2 separate regions of the Rattus norvegicus genome follow, and region 2 is linked to region 1. A link is a contact called in public Hi-C data. All regions are on one chromosome and are shown on one strand. The core of a region is the stretch at or near the end of the contact, and the rest is flanking DNA. Distances in the headings are between cores, read along the strand shown.

What was found. Hi-C and Micro-C count contacts between places; a contact is called where the count stands out from the background.
Region 2: a contact with region 1 is called in a Hi-C map of frontal cortex, with 2.3 times the contacts expected there. The contact joins two enhancer-like sites. A contact is called at or near these places in 2 of 12 Hi-C or Micro-C datasets (frontal cortex and mammary epithelial cells).

The regions. Positions count from the first base shown.
Region 1 is chr3:54,387,438-54,394,567 of GRCr8, reverse strand. No RefSeq gene overlaps it. Among named protein-coding and RNA genes, the nearest start is that of Kif5c, 50 kb to the left of the region's middle. Within about 2 kb of position 2,502, at least 7 of the 93 cell types and tissues checked have an H3K27ac peak or open chromatin away from gene starts, as enhancers often do.
Region 2 is chr3:54,533,272-54,540,401 of GRCr8, reverse strand. Kif5c (kinesin family member 5C) reads right to left here. Exons shown (of 26, transcript NM_001107730.1): 12 at 892-1,064. Among named protein-coding and RNA genes, the nearest start is that of Lypd6b, 71 kb to the left of the region's middle. Within about 2 kb of position 3,986, at least 10 of the 93 cell types and tissues checked have an H3K27ac peak or open chromatin away from gene starts, as enhancers often do.

The sequences.
Region 1 (7,130 bases), core at 1,253-3,752:
GCAGTAAACCCTAACTAAGACACTGACAAAGATTCCAAAGTTTGAAACAATTCTGTTGGTCATGACCTGTAGACAAAAAGATATTACTGAGGAGTGTATACACAACACCCTTACTCTGTTCAGTCCCCCCCAAACTGCAGTTGTCCTCTAACTCACAAATCCTGTCTGGGAGCTGCCACAGTCAGAGTTGTACACACTGGAACTTCACGAAGATGCAGCTGACAAACAATGGCCTGAGGTCCATTCTCACAAGGCTGTTGAGAGCCACCTCAGGGCTCAACCATTCCATTTGGCAGAAGCAGAGTTGGAGACCAAGCCTAAGGCCAGCTAGTGTCCATTGCTTTCTCTCCACTGGCTCATATTCAACACTCCCAGAGGAGCCAGGCCTCTAACAGTGCCCCAAGGCATTTAAACACAGGCCACAGTGGATAACTGCTGGATAAAATGATACACAAACACAGGAAGGAACAGGCCACGTCGGCCTGATTTCCACTGAGATCACTTCATCAAGTTTTCTTTCCTCGATGTTTCTTATCCAAGAGGACTCTCATACCGCCGTACCTCGAACTGGTGTGTAAGTTATGTGGCCCCCAGCTGACTTTGAACTCACGTTGACCTGCCTGCTTCAGTTTCCTGAGTTGGGCCATCGCATCTAGAATTTTGTAAGTATTTTTTTCAGGTCATTAGTTGGATTTCCCCCCTACCTCTTTCTAGTGAATTTGCTACTTAGAAATATATACCTAATAAAGATAAATGCAAAGAAGGCCTTCAAGTCAACAAAATTAAGCTAAGTTATTGAATATATTAAAATTTCTAGGGGCTGGGGATTTAGCTCAGTGGTAGAGCGCTTACCTAGGAAGCGCAAGGCCCTGGGTTCAGTCCCCAGCTCCGAAAAAAAAAAAGAACCAAAAAAAAAAAATTTCTAGGCTTGATTTTTGTATTTGTTTAAAAATTGCAGCTTGGCCCTGTGTGGCAGAGCGTGTCTACCACTCCTGTACGTGGGAGGCAGAGGTCTAAGAGCTGAGGCCTGAGACCAGCTTGGCCTACATAGGGAGACCCCAGATCCCAATTCAAACCCTGACAAATGAACCTAGTGACTTGGTGAGCATCTACTTAGACAGAACAATCTTTAGTATCACCCTAATAGCAAATGAGCACTTAAAAATACTGATTGCGGGGCTGGAAAGATGGCTCAGTGGTTAAGAGCAACGACTGCTCTTCCAGAGGTCTTGAGTTCAATTCCCAGCAACCACATGGTGGCTCACAACTATCTATAATGGGATCTGATGCCCTCTTCTAGTGTCTCTGAGGACAGCTGCAGTGTACTCATATAAATTTAAATAAATAAATTAATTAATTAAAAAATATACTGATTGCAAGACATTTAAGAAGAGTCTCTAACCCAGCGGTTCTCAGCCTGTGGGTCGAGACCCCTTTGCCGTTGGAACAACCCTTTACAGGGGTCACCTAGGACCATCGGAAAACACAGATATTTATATTACAGTTCTATAGCAAATTTATAGTAGCAAAATAACGTAGCAAATTATCGTTACAAAGTAGCAACAAAGATAATTTTATAGCTGGGGGGTGTGGGGGGGCACCACAACAAGAGGAACCGTATTAAAGGGTGTCAGCCTTAGGATGGTTGAGAACCACTGCTCTAACCTATACAATGTATATGATGAAGCATCTCAGTGCTATGAGTAATAGTGTCACCTGACACTTCCAGATTTTATGACTAAGAGCCGAAAGCTGCTGGAGCGATCTGTGGCACTGTCCTGTAAGTGAAGCACGTGGCCCTGGCATGGACTGGGCGCCACCCAGCTCTGATTCAGACAAGCTTCCACCTGTCTGCCACCCAGCTGAGGAGCAGATTACATCATCTGAAGAAGTTCTTTTTCAGCTAAAAAAAAAATCCTATGCCATTTATTCCCCAGGACATATGGAAAAGGGCAGAAGCTTGGAGAAAGGTTTTTTCCACTCATTTGTAAACAGAAAAACACCTCCTTCAAACAGCTAGAGCACATCGGTTTATAGACGACAGATTAGCTCAGTCCAAGCTACCTTTGGGTCACTGGTATTGAACATCAACTTCTGGAAACAAGAGTCCATATTTCACAATCAGAAGTGGCTCCGATTGCTGCAAGGAGCCTCCTTCCAAAGTAGCTGAAGTGGAAAGCTGACAGTTCACTGAACGACTGCTGACTGCTGACAAGTCACCTGAACAACGCCATGAAGAAGGGAACACAGAAGACGCCGCCACGTGTCTCACAGTGATCACTGATAAAAGGCTAACAAGCAGGATGGCCACAGGGCTGCTCTCGGGCTGCTCCTGGATTCGCTCACGTTTGAACACGAGTACTTATTCATATAAATACACACAGAAAAACCACTTCGGGACGTCGTAAGTCCTATTTTCTGCCACTTTCCACCCACGACCATCTGCCAGGCGATGACTGAGGAGTACGTAAGACAGCCACCACCTTCCAGGAAGGCCTCCCCAGGAAAAGCAAGTTCTGACGCAGGGGTCGGCCTGTTCAGCAGACACTATTTTAGTTTGGTGGCCACTGTATTTTCAGTTAAAATGACAATGGAAGGGAAGCAGGAAGTCTTCTCTGCTTACTTAATAGCACTATAGCTTCTCTTTTACTCACTTATTCAAAAAGCATCTCAATAATTAGTCCTGGGCCAGGTGCCCGAGATGCAACAGAGAACAAGTCCTACCAAGATGAGGCTCCAGGAGAGAGATAAAAGGACCATCGATCTCACAAATAAAATAGTCACACCATTCCTAACACTCATAGTAAGGACTGGGACAGAAAATAAGGTCCCATGCTCCCTGGGGAGGATGCCCAGAGGGCAAGTTCCCACTTACTCCCTATTCTAGGGGGTGGGCTTCCTCCGGGTTTCAAATGTACATCTAAGAAAAAACTTTCCTTCTCCCAAACACACTTATTTTATTCTCTACCTATAATAAATATATATGTGTGTGTTTCAGCTTCTTACTACATCTAGGACAACTCCAGAGAAGCCACCTCCCAACACGCCAACCTTCTCTCACAGACACAGAGATAAAACAAACAGCAGGGCTTCTCTGAAGAGGGGGATCTGCAAGGAGTAAACGATAAGAGACCAGAACATCAAGGAAATAAAATAGGAGAGTGGCATTTGGAGCACAGCCCTGAGTTAAAGATAAATGCGTTGAAACCTCAGGATAAAGATGTTGAAATAGACCCTAACGCAAAGTCACAAGACACAGAGAAGGTCATTCACCCTAAGGGAACAAGCCATCAGGAACACATTACAATTCTAAATTTCTGTATGCTGAACCCAGGTGCAGCAGACTTCAAGAGACAAATAAGTATTAGACATATAGTCACAGTTATAGAGAGTAACTCAATACCATATTCCCACCAATAGACCAACTCTCACGAACTGTCCTCTCAGCTCCAAACCCACACCATTGTGTGTGCAACCCGTGTATGTACACACACACACACACACACACACACACACACACACACACACACACAAATATGAAAAGAAAAATGAATGGATTTCTAGATGTATATGATATAACAAACTTAAGTCAAGATTGATGTGTTTATAAAAAGATGAAGAGGGGGGGATATGTTCTATGGAGGTGTGGTGAGGTGTGGGGGAAGGGGGTGCCTCTGAGGGCCCATGCTGAGGTGTCTCTTTCCCCTGAGGGACCAGCCATGATGACTGCATAGTAGAGAATAGAGTTTATTCAGGGCATGGGGAGGGGAGTCAAGAGGGTAGTAGAGGCAGAGAGAGAGAGAGAGTGTGTGTGTGTGTGTGTGTGTGTGTGTGTGTGTGTGTGTGTGTGTGAGAGAGAGAGAGAGAGAGAGAGAGAGAGAGAGAGAGTAGAGAAGTAGAGAAGCAGAGGCTGGCCCATGAGCATATGGAGGGAGGGGGGGAGAGAATGGAGGGGGAGTGGGGACAGGAAGGCAAGAGCAAGAGAGGAGCAAGAGAGCAAGAGAACGAGAGAGAGAGAGAGAGAGAGAGAGAGAGAGAGAGAGAGAGAGAGCAAGAGGCAAGAGAGGGAGGAGGGGGCAAGCAGACCCCTTTTATAGTGAGGCAGGCCTTTCTGGCTGTTGCCAGGTAACTGTGGGGTAGAGCTTAGACAGAATGCTAATATTCTCCTGTTTTGGTCTAATTAAAAAAGAAAAATTAGGAAGAAGCAATCGACAGTGGAGCAGGAATAGGGTCACTGTGATCTCTGACTACTTCCTGCTTGCTTTGGGGGCGCCATGTCTCTAGGGAACCTAGGAAAGTGGATATGGGGATGTTTGTCCAGTCTTAGAGTTGGCTGTTTTCTTGTTGACCAGGGTCTGTGGGCCCATCTGAGGATAGGATCCAGGAGAAGTGTCTGTGTCTGTGAGAGAAGGTTGGAACGTTTGGAGGTGGCTTCTCTGGAGCTGTCCTAGATGTAGTAAGAAGCTGAAACACACACACATATATATTTATTATAGGTAGAGAATAAAATAAAGTGTGTTTGGGAGAAGGAAAGTTTTTTTCTTAGATGTACATTTGAAACCTCGTGAGAGGTAGATCTGAGTGGGTTTCCTACGGCTTATAGGTTTATAACAAGATAACAACATGAGTTAACAACATGATCATTCTTCAAGATGAGCTTTTTGTGGAGCAGAAGGAACAAGAATTTGTGACTATGTAGTTGGATCATATAGTGGAACGTTTCACTAGAGTTAGGCAAATTTATAGGCACTTGAATGCTGGCATAGCAAGAAGAGGAATTATGAAGCATTTAATCAGTGAAAACCGAGTTTAGGAAAGGGAGTACCAGTGACATCTGGGAAAGCGTGCATCTCAACTAGTGGCTAGAAACGAGGTTAGGTAAGGAGTTAGGTCTGTTTGCTGTCAAGCTACAGTTACCTTACATGTCAATGTACTCAGGAATCTGGGGAAGAAAACTGTAATCTAGCCATATGTGTAGTTATATATCATTTAAAAAAATGACAGAGTCTACTAGCCAACAGTTCCCTGTGGTCTCTGTGGTCTCCATGGCAACCTGGGCAGAGTCAGTCTGGCTTTCAAGCCCAGAAGATGAAGAGCCTTTTCTCTGTGGAATGGATACATGTGACATGGGAAATGACTTACCTTGATTTAGATAAGGCATTTGACTCCGAAGGTATCCAGTTTTGTCCACTGTGTTTCCCGGTGCTTACCATATCACAATCCAGGCAGACTCTTGAAGCTGTGTTCATCTCTTCTGAGACCTTGTGGAGTAAACTGTTAAAGGCTTAGGGAGATTCTGTCTGTCACAAACTTAAATATATTAACAATTAGCAGATTTCTAACAAGATTGAGGGCTATATCGATCAGTAGTATCCGAATAGAGCACACCATAATTTAATGGCAGTAGCAAAAATCATTATCAAGACAGGATCGGAATGAAAATCTTAAGTAACTTTGACAGGTTGTGTAAATAGAAACACATTTTGTGTTAGTAGAGAAATATTTGGCTTTGCATTAATAGAGAAACACTTGGCTTAGAGTTGGTGTAGACCAGAATGGAAAGAAGTAAGAAAGCTGGCAACCGTGGCAGCAGCGGCAGTGGCAACGGTGACAAGGGGCCGGGGTGGTTCTGTGGCATGCAAGGCTGGGACCTGGCAGGTGGGGCAAAGCTTTCATGTGGCAGCCAGAAGCCCCAGACCACTGCTTCTGGCTACAGGCTGGAGCTGTCCTGCTCTGAGGTGGGCGGGGGGATAGAGGGAGGGGGAGGGGGGAGGGGGAGGGGAGTGAAGCACCTAGGGATGGGCAGGAACAAAGCTGCTTTTCCCGCTGGGCCCAGTGGCAGCTTTGGTGGGCAGAGAGCAGGAGCCGCTCTTGAGGGAGCACAAGTGTTGGCGTGGTAGGTGGTCACGTGCATGGGAAAGCAAGTCTCACAGCCAAATCCCTGGCAGGACGCAAGGGACGGGCCAGACCTGCTTTTCACATGGTGAACCAGAGGCTGCAGTGGTTGCAGTGGCAGTGAGAGAGGGAGGAGGGGGAAGCCTATGTTACTGATCATGGCTAGCAAGAGAGTTGTTTTATAGTGCCAGTTTAGTGGCCATGTAGAGGTACTGTTTTCTGCTTATTGTGAATTAGACCCAGACATCCCAGTAAGTAGGGACAAGGTGGCAAAGACAGACACATGGGTGAGAATACAGTTATTGATTGCCCCTACCAGTGTCCTGGGGCGGGGAGGAGGGGGTCATCAATAACGAGAGAGTCTAGCAAAGGACAGACCACTAGGTCCTCCCTTGATGGGTTGGGGCTACGCTCGGAGCCAGAGCCCCAGGGCATACAGAGAGCAGTTTATCCAGGCCTGGCCTGGGATTCTCAGCAGCGAGAAAGAAACTGTCTCAAAAGGAGAGAGGAAAACCTCACCCACGGGAAAATGTCCTAGAACGAGGGTCAGTGAGAAGGCTGAGTGTCTCCATTCTCTGGGGCAGCACAGGGGTAGCTCCTAGCTGAAGAGCTCTCGCCTGGAACCATGCGGATGTTTACCAGTTCTCTGAAGTTTAGGCAAGTGAGAGTTGGATCTCCATGTAGACGCAAACCTGTAGAGTTTCTAAATCTCGGCACTGTATGATGTGTTTATAAAACGATAAGGGGGGGTATGTTCTGTGGAGGTGTGGTGAGGTGTTGGGGAAAGGGAGTGCCTCTGCAGGCCCACACTAAGGCATCCCTTCCCCCGAGGGACCAGCCACCACACAATGGTATAGTATAGAATAGTTTATTCAGGGCATGGGGAGGGGAGTCAAGAGGGTAGTAGAGGTAGAGAAAGGGGGAGAGAGAGAGAGAGAGAGAGAGAGAGAGAGAGAGAGAGAGAGAGAGAGAGAGAAGGCCTGCCCATGAGCATGTGAAGAGAGAGGGGGGAAGAAGGGAATGGGGGAGAGTGGGGACAGGAAGGCAAGAGCAAGAGAAGAGCAAGAGAGCAAGAGAACAAGAGAGAGAGAGAGAACAAGAGGCAAGAGAGGGAGGAGAGGGCAAGCAGCGCCTTTTATAGTGAGTCAGGCCTACCTGGCTGTTGCCAGGTAACTGTGGGGTAGAGCTTAGACAGAATGCTAAGAAGATCATATACATAAGTTAAACATCGGTAA
Region 2 (7,130 bases), core at 2,737-5,236, 140 kb before region 1:
GAAGATATACATCCACAGTGGTCTGCAGCCTACCTCAGCTCCAGGGGGCTGACTGTGTCGGCCACCTTCAGTCTTTGGACCAGAGTGAAGACTACCAGTCTCTGGCTAATGTATATAATGGCACACAGGGGCTGCTTTCTGAGAAAGCGCTGACCCCACAAGGCAAAGGGAAACAGGATAGAAACCATACCTCTATCTTCATTTTGGATCTCTCTTTACTTTGTGCAGTCACCTGATTAACTCTGCAGAGAAGCACGTTAAGCACTCGGGGAGTGCCTATCTAAAAATCCATGGTCCCTAACCTGTCTCATCCCCTTTCGAGGCTGACAGTACACAGATGAGAGTAACTAAGGCACTTTGCAATCAGTGACCTGTCCCAGACCCCCTCAAAGGCACCTGAATGTCCGCAGTCACTAACCCAAACCTGCAGTGCCCTCGTTCCAAAGCAACAGAGCCGTGGAGACGTGTCATCACCGGGTGAGGGCAGTCTTCCAAAGCAACAGAGCCGTGGAGATATGTCATCACCAGGTGAGGGCAGTCTTCGAATGGGAGCCCTCAGCAGTTAGGAACTGACATGCCCATATAAGCAGTATTTCTTGGAAGCATCCAAGATCCAAAACTGAGACAATCGACACACATTGAACAGGATGATGGGCTTCGTTATGTGTACCTCTTGCCTGCCACTCCAATGTCTCCCCAGGTCTGTGCCCTGAAGGATAGAGTTAGGGTCATGCAGCCCCTTCCACATTCTTCCCCCTGGATGTGGCAACACCTATTGACTCTTCTTATCTCCTCACCATTAGGAGATAGCTTATCTCTTTAACTGGCTCACTGGGGCAGAGTGGAGGCTTGGGGCCCGCAGAGACAGGGCTGCTGCTCTGAAGCACAGACCTTGTCATCCAGCTGTCGGTACAGACTGGTGATTTCCTCGTCATACTTCTCTTTCTCAGCAGAGATGCCGTCAACCACAGGTGTGATGTTGTCTATGATGGGTGTGTTGTCGCAGGGCTCCAGGTTCTTCTGGTCCTTGGCACTGATCTGTTCATCCTCAGGCACAGCTTCCCCTGGGAAAACACAGCAAGCAGGGTGCTGAGGCCTAGAGAAATCAGGCATGCAGCCCTCCAGGAAGGAAACTAAAAATAGTCACTCCCACTGACAAAGACACAGCAGACACAATAGAGTCCTTGTGCAGAGAGCTAAAGTCCATTCTTTCTGTTTGGGAAGAAAGGTGTAGCTAATTGACCACTGTTAGCCCAAGAATGCAGGGCAGAAATCAAATGGCTGCACTGGTCACAGAGCTGATCCAACTGATCCAACCCCAGCACTGCCTGGGAGCTCCTGCACACACTTTTCCTTTTGTGGAAACACGCTAGTGCTTACAAGTTTCATATTCTCTCTAGTCACCGATTCAAAGGGAAATAGACCTCTGAGGCATCCTAATTACCAATTAATTATGTTACTGTGTCATTAGTAGAAACAGCCAAAGCAAGGAACACAGCGCCACTGTTTAACCAGAACGCGGTGGGACTCCGCTCCTCCCAATCTCAGACTCTTGAGAGTCAGTGGAAGTCAGGGCAGCCTGGACGTAGGATTGTATCAGTCCCACGCCATCACAGCTCCACCACCACACTCTCCCCCAGGAAGCCGAATTAATTGGCTCTGCTGGAGAGTTCAAGTAGAATAATTTCTTGTGATGTCAGATAGTCCCCAGGAAAAGAAAAGGCAGCCAATCTGGAATCTATACACCACTTCTCAGCCTGCCAGGCAGGGTCTGCAGGGCCGTCAAAGGAAGGGCTCCTCAATCTGACAATGCTAAGAGGATCTCAGGCTGGCCAAGGGCTGCCCCAACAGGAAAATCAGGATGCAAAGACAGAAACAGATCCTATGGACACCGCACAGCCTGACTTCGTCTTTCAGCTTGAATATTTGAAAGCAAACCCACACCAAAGACGTTTCACCACCACAGTGCAAACAGCAACTTCACTCCAGCCCCTGAGCATCAGGGAACCTCAGGCCTCACTCAGCTTCTCGGCTCAGAATATCTGTCCTGCAAAACTTTCCCAGAAAACTCCCCTAAGCCATAAGCAGGGGAAGGACAGAAGAGCTGAGAAATATACTGTTCTTTCGTGAACAGTGTATTTCATGCCTCAAGGAACCCAGCTGAACACAGTGCACATTATCTCAGTACACAAGACACCGGGATGCCCTGGCTTTAAGGCTTGTGTGCAGCTTCTGTGTAAGTAAAGCTAACACCAATGACTTCACCTTTGTATCTGTTCCATCTAAAGCAGTGACGGGAAGCAACCCCTCGGTCATCCATACTTCACTGCAGGTAAAACTAAGCCTCCCTGTGTTCCCCTTTCAAAGGGACTGCACACTATGTGTGAGCATTTCTCTGGAATTATTGACCTAAATAAAACCAGATCATGGTGGCCTCTGAACTGAACCTGAACCAAATCAGTCTATCACCCAGCAAAAATCGCTGGTTCAAAGCACTCGTCAGCAACGTTAGCGTGAGGAATGAATTTCATTCAATAAAACAATCTATATTCTCTACAGCCTGTTAAACCCATGGGCTATCAGAGCGGCAAGACAGATGACGAGATGGATGAGTGAACAGATGAGAGGGTGAGTGGATGGATGAAGATACAGACATAATTTCTAGCCACACGGATAATTTAGAATATGCCCTCAAACAACCCGGGAAATGTACAGCATTATTAGAACCTCTTTTTCCTTTCTAATTCTGTTCTTCTTACGAATCTGACACCGACACTCTGGCATTTGTAAAAGTCCTGCATATGATTATATTTTGGGTTTTTCAGGAATAGTTTGTAAAATTTGGGAAACATAGCAACTGACTATTAATTTAACCTTCCTGTTTCAACATGCTGAAGGTGAAATTCTTAACTGTACTGGCCTGACCCAGAAATCCTCCAAGCATGACCATATTATCCACAGACACTCACTGCAGAGAAAGAGATAAGATCCGGGACATTTGGAAGAGATGTGTTCCCCGAGAGCTTTGGTTCCAAATGGCTGGGCAGGCAATGATATCTGAGGGCTAGATGAACTAAGGATCCCCCAACCCCCAAATTCATCTGGGCAGGCAGAGGCCAGGGATTAACTCCTGTGACCTACAAGTGATCTGCTCAAACCAAGTCACAGATCAGATTTCCTAAAGCTGTCTTCTTCTGAAAATGGCATTACCGAGGGGTAGGTGATGCCCCAGGATACAGAGGTCCAGAAAGCTGCCACTGCCGCTATGGTCCCCTTGAAAATGATCAATAGACTCTCATAAACATTCCCAGTGCCCAATGGGATCTTGAGGCCACGCTGCACATTTCCACGGGTCTAATTAATCACAGGCATGCAGCCCGCTTAGCCTCTTCAGTCCCTTTCTGTGAAGAGGAGGAAGCGAAGCTGCTTTCATCACAGAACTGTTCTGAAGACGCAGGAAGATGGTAGATGTCAGGAGCACGGCCAGCATCACAGCCTGAAGGCTACCTCTGCTTCCCAAGGAGTGGGGCAACGGCACACGCTTGGCAGTCCAATTTTTCTAGCATATTCAAAACACCTTTGTGCCCAAGTGGTCTTTTAAAAAGTAAAACACCAAACAGTTATGCAAGTCCTTTACAGGGTTATTGTGTATCGTCATGAAAACAGTGTTTGAAACCCGCAGCAGCCTTTCTGGGTTCCCGTGAGCACTTCTTTGAATCAAAGCGTCAACACGTCTCCCACAAAGCTACATGTAAACAGCAAGCTCTCGCCAGTTCATATTCTAAAGGTCAGGTGGGCAGGATTATAATTATTTTTTTTTTGCAACAGCCATTCAGATGGAGCTGAACAAAGCAGCCACATGCAGAAGCAGCAGCAGCACAGCCCCTGCCCAGGAAGGAACCAGAGGGTTTCCAAACACCACTGCCCTTCAAAGGACAGGGGAATGACTTCCAGACGACACCCTGGTAACTATACTGCCCAGCTCACAACGATGTCTAGGGACTGTAAATTCCGAACACCGTGCAAGAGCTGACACCAGGCAATCTGTCTCCATGGCAATCTCGCCGTGTTAATCGAGAATATTCCCTGCACTGCAGCGTGCTCCACAAGATGATTATGGAATAACTGATTGTAACAGAGAGGAGGGCTGCAAGCCAGCCCTGGAGGAATAATGCCCTCAATCAATCAGGGAGGAAGAGAGACCACCAAGTGAAGACTAGCAGTGCGTTTTATTTTCTCTCTGCTTTATTAAAAGCAGATTTCTTTGAGTCCAGCCCACGAGGCTTGTTTCTGCTGCCTACAGAAGAGCTTCCAACCTTGGAAAACGTCAGGTTCCCCAAGCTGAAAGGCCGCCCATCTTTAAATAAGCATTCTGGCATTTACTATTGTCAGCTGTAATTACCTCTAAGGACTAAAAAGATCTGTGTTTACACAGGAGCATTCTTTTGGAGCATACCTATAGGGCTTGCAGAACCTTCTAATTATAAAACGAAAACCCCCAGAGATCATAAATAACATTTCTGAAAAAGGGGAGGGGGGAAACTACCAATTTCAATAGATGAGGATGGCAGACTACCAAAAAAAAAAAAAAAAGAACAAAAAAACCCTCATTAGGTCTATTAGTTAAAAATTCTAAAATGGATTTAATGGATTTATTTGGATCTTTTTTTTTCTTTAGCGATGCTATTAGACTGCCAGGAAATCATTAAAATTTCACACATGAAATAGCAACAAGCTAGTAATTCTTTCCCTAAGTTGAGTCCCCGAAGCCTCTGGAGAACACAGAGAGGTAATTGCATTTTCTCAGCCACTCCAGGGCAGGGATTTGCAGGTCACTCACAGCTTCCACCAGAAACCACTGTAGATCTGGCAAACGAGGTGTTTTGTTTTAATACCAATTAAACAGGCCCAGTGGCAAACCTAATGGTAAGCAATTTGTGTATCGAAGACACTAAAAGGAGATCCTTAAGTTGCCAGATGGGCAGGAACAGCTGGCGACAAGATGTCATTACATAAATGTGAAGTTTAAAAAAAAAATCATTCCTTTATGAGACTGCTTTGCATACAAATAGCATCCTTCACCCTCGTTCCTAAAAATACTGTAAGCAGCCTCTGCACCCCCTAATCCTGTCTAAAGCAATTTTTCTAATGCACAGGCTAACCAGATCCTGTGGCCTTCTTTACATTCATGACCTTTTGAATAGGACACGTGGTTTGGTGAGCAGTCAGTATTTCTATTAGCTTAGGTGCACTCTCAAAGGGAGAAAGAACACAGCAAATTAGACCTCTTGACTGAAATGCTAACTCCTGTGAGTGTGAGCTCACGCCTGTGCAGCTAAGAGCAGATGGCAGCACCTCCCACAGACTTAATGCTGAAAGAGTAAATCTCAACAGGCATAGTGGTCCCCCTCCTGAAGTTCCAGAACTGAGCAAGCTGAGGCAGAAGGATCAAAGGTCAAAGCTAGCCTGGGCAACACAGCAAAATCCTGTCTCAAGAAACCCAAACAAAAGAAAGCATTTACTAGCACGATTTCCCCAGACAACACCAATCGAAACCTACTACACTTATTGTATACCTAGTTGTTCAACAGGAGAGACGCAGCAGACACACCAAACCCCCTTTGCCCTGCTACCCAGACACCTGCATTTTTGGTTTTTGTTCTTTCCTGACATGAACCCCCGTAAAAATTTTGGTTTAGGACCCAACAATATGGCTTAGCAGGTAAAGCTGCCTGCTGCCCAAGACTCATCACCCAAGTTCAGTCTCTGGGACAGAAGAAAAGAGTTAACTCATGAAAGTTGTCCTCTGACACTCACAAGTAAAGTGTGGCATGTACACACACACACACACACACATACACACAAACACACACACATACAAACAAACACACACTCACAAACACACACACTATCACACAAACACACACTCTCACACAAACACACACACAAACACACACACAAACACACACACACACACACACACACACGTCATTTAAAAAAATGTCAGTTTGGCAGTGATATTTAGTACACAAAGCAGCCATGAATTTGAAGGAGAGCAGGTAGGGGATATGCGGGGGCTTGAAGGGAGGAAGAGAAGGAAGAAATGATGTAACAGAATTATAATCGCAAAACTAAAAAATGTTTTTTAACTTTTAAACTTGGTTTTCTTTTTTGGTTTCATTTCTCCTTTTTCTTTTTCTTAGAAATTACATTTTTATTCACGTATCCATGCTATAATAATAATCATAATCAGCATCATATTCAGAGTTGAAACTAGAAGAAGAACAGTTTTATCTCCTCTTTTGTGACTCCTTTTGAGCCAGGGTCTCTTTGTGGCCCAGGTTACCTTTAAGTTGCAATCTTCCCACTTCTGCCTCTAGAATGCTGAGAGGATAGGAGGGAACTACGATGCTGATTTATTTTAAAATTTACACTTATACGTTTATTCAGTGTATGTCCATATACATACATATGTGTCATGGCCTATGTGTAAGGTGAAATATGATCCACAATCGGTTCTCTCCTTGCACCCCAGGGACTAGACGCAGGCTTTATTGTCATACAGCCAAAGTAGCCTGTCTTTCACAGACTAGGTCACACTTCTATCCTGGTCCTTTAAATATCCAAAATGATGTGGGAAACAAGCACCCGGCTGTTCCCACTCCAGCCTGTGTTCAGACACTCTGCATGCTGTGTCTCCTTTATATTCTTCCCATCTAGGCTGGGCAGGGTCAGTTGCTGCCACTGCTTCTCACCAGAGGACAATAACTGGTTCACTGCAGGATGAAGCCCTGGCCATGAGGTGGCTCTCCTCATCCTTCCTTAATAAAAAGGTGTGGTCAGACAGTGATGGCCCACACCTTTAGTTGCAGAACTTTGCAGGAAGAGGTAGATCTGAGTCCCAGGCCAGCCTAGTCTATACAGAGAACCCCTGAGTTGAACCAAAACAAAAACAAAAAACAAACAAGAAAAGACAGGGTGTTTCTTTCGGTCGCTGTGTGTGTGTTAAAGAGCTAGCACACTTGAGAAGCAAAGCCAAAAAGAATTATGCTTGCAGAACATATGCTCCAAGTTATGGGTGCCCACTCAATTGGGAGAACTGTCCAGTGTGCAGTGCTGAGGGGCTGCTG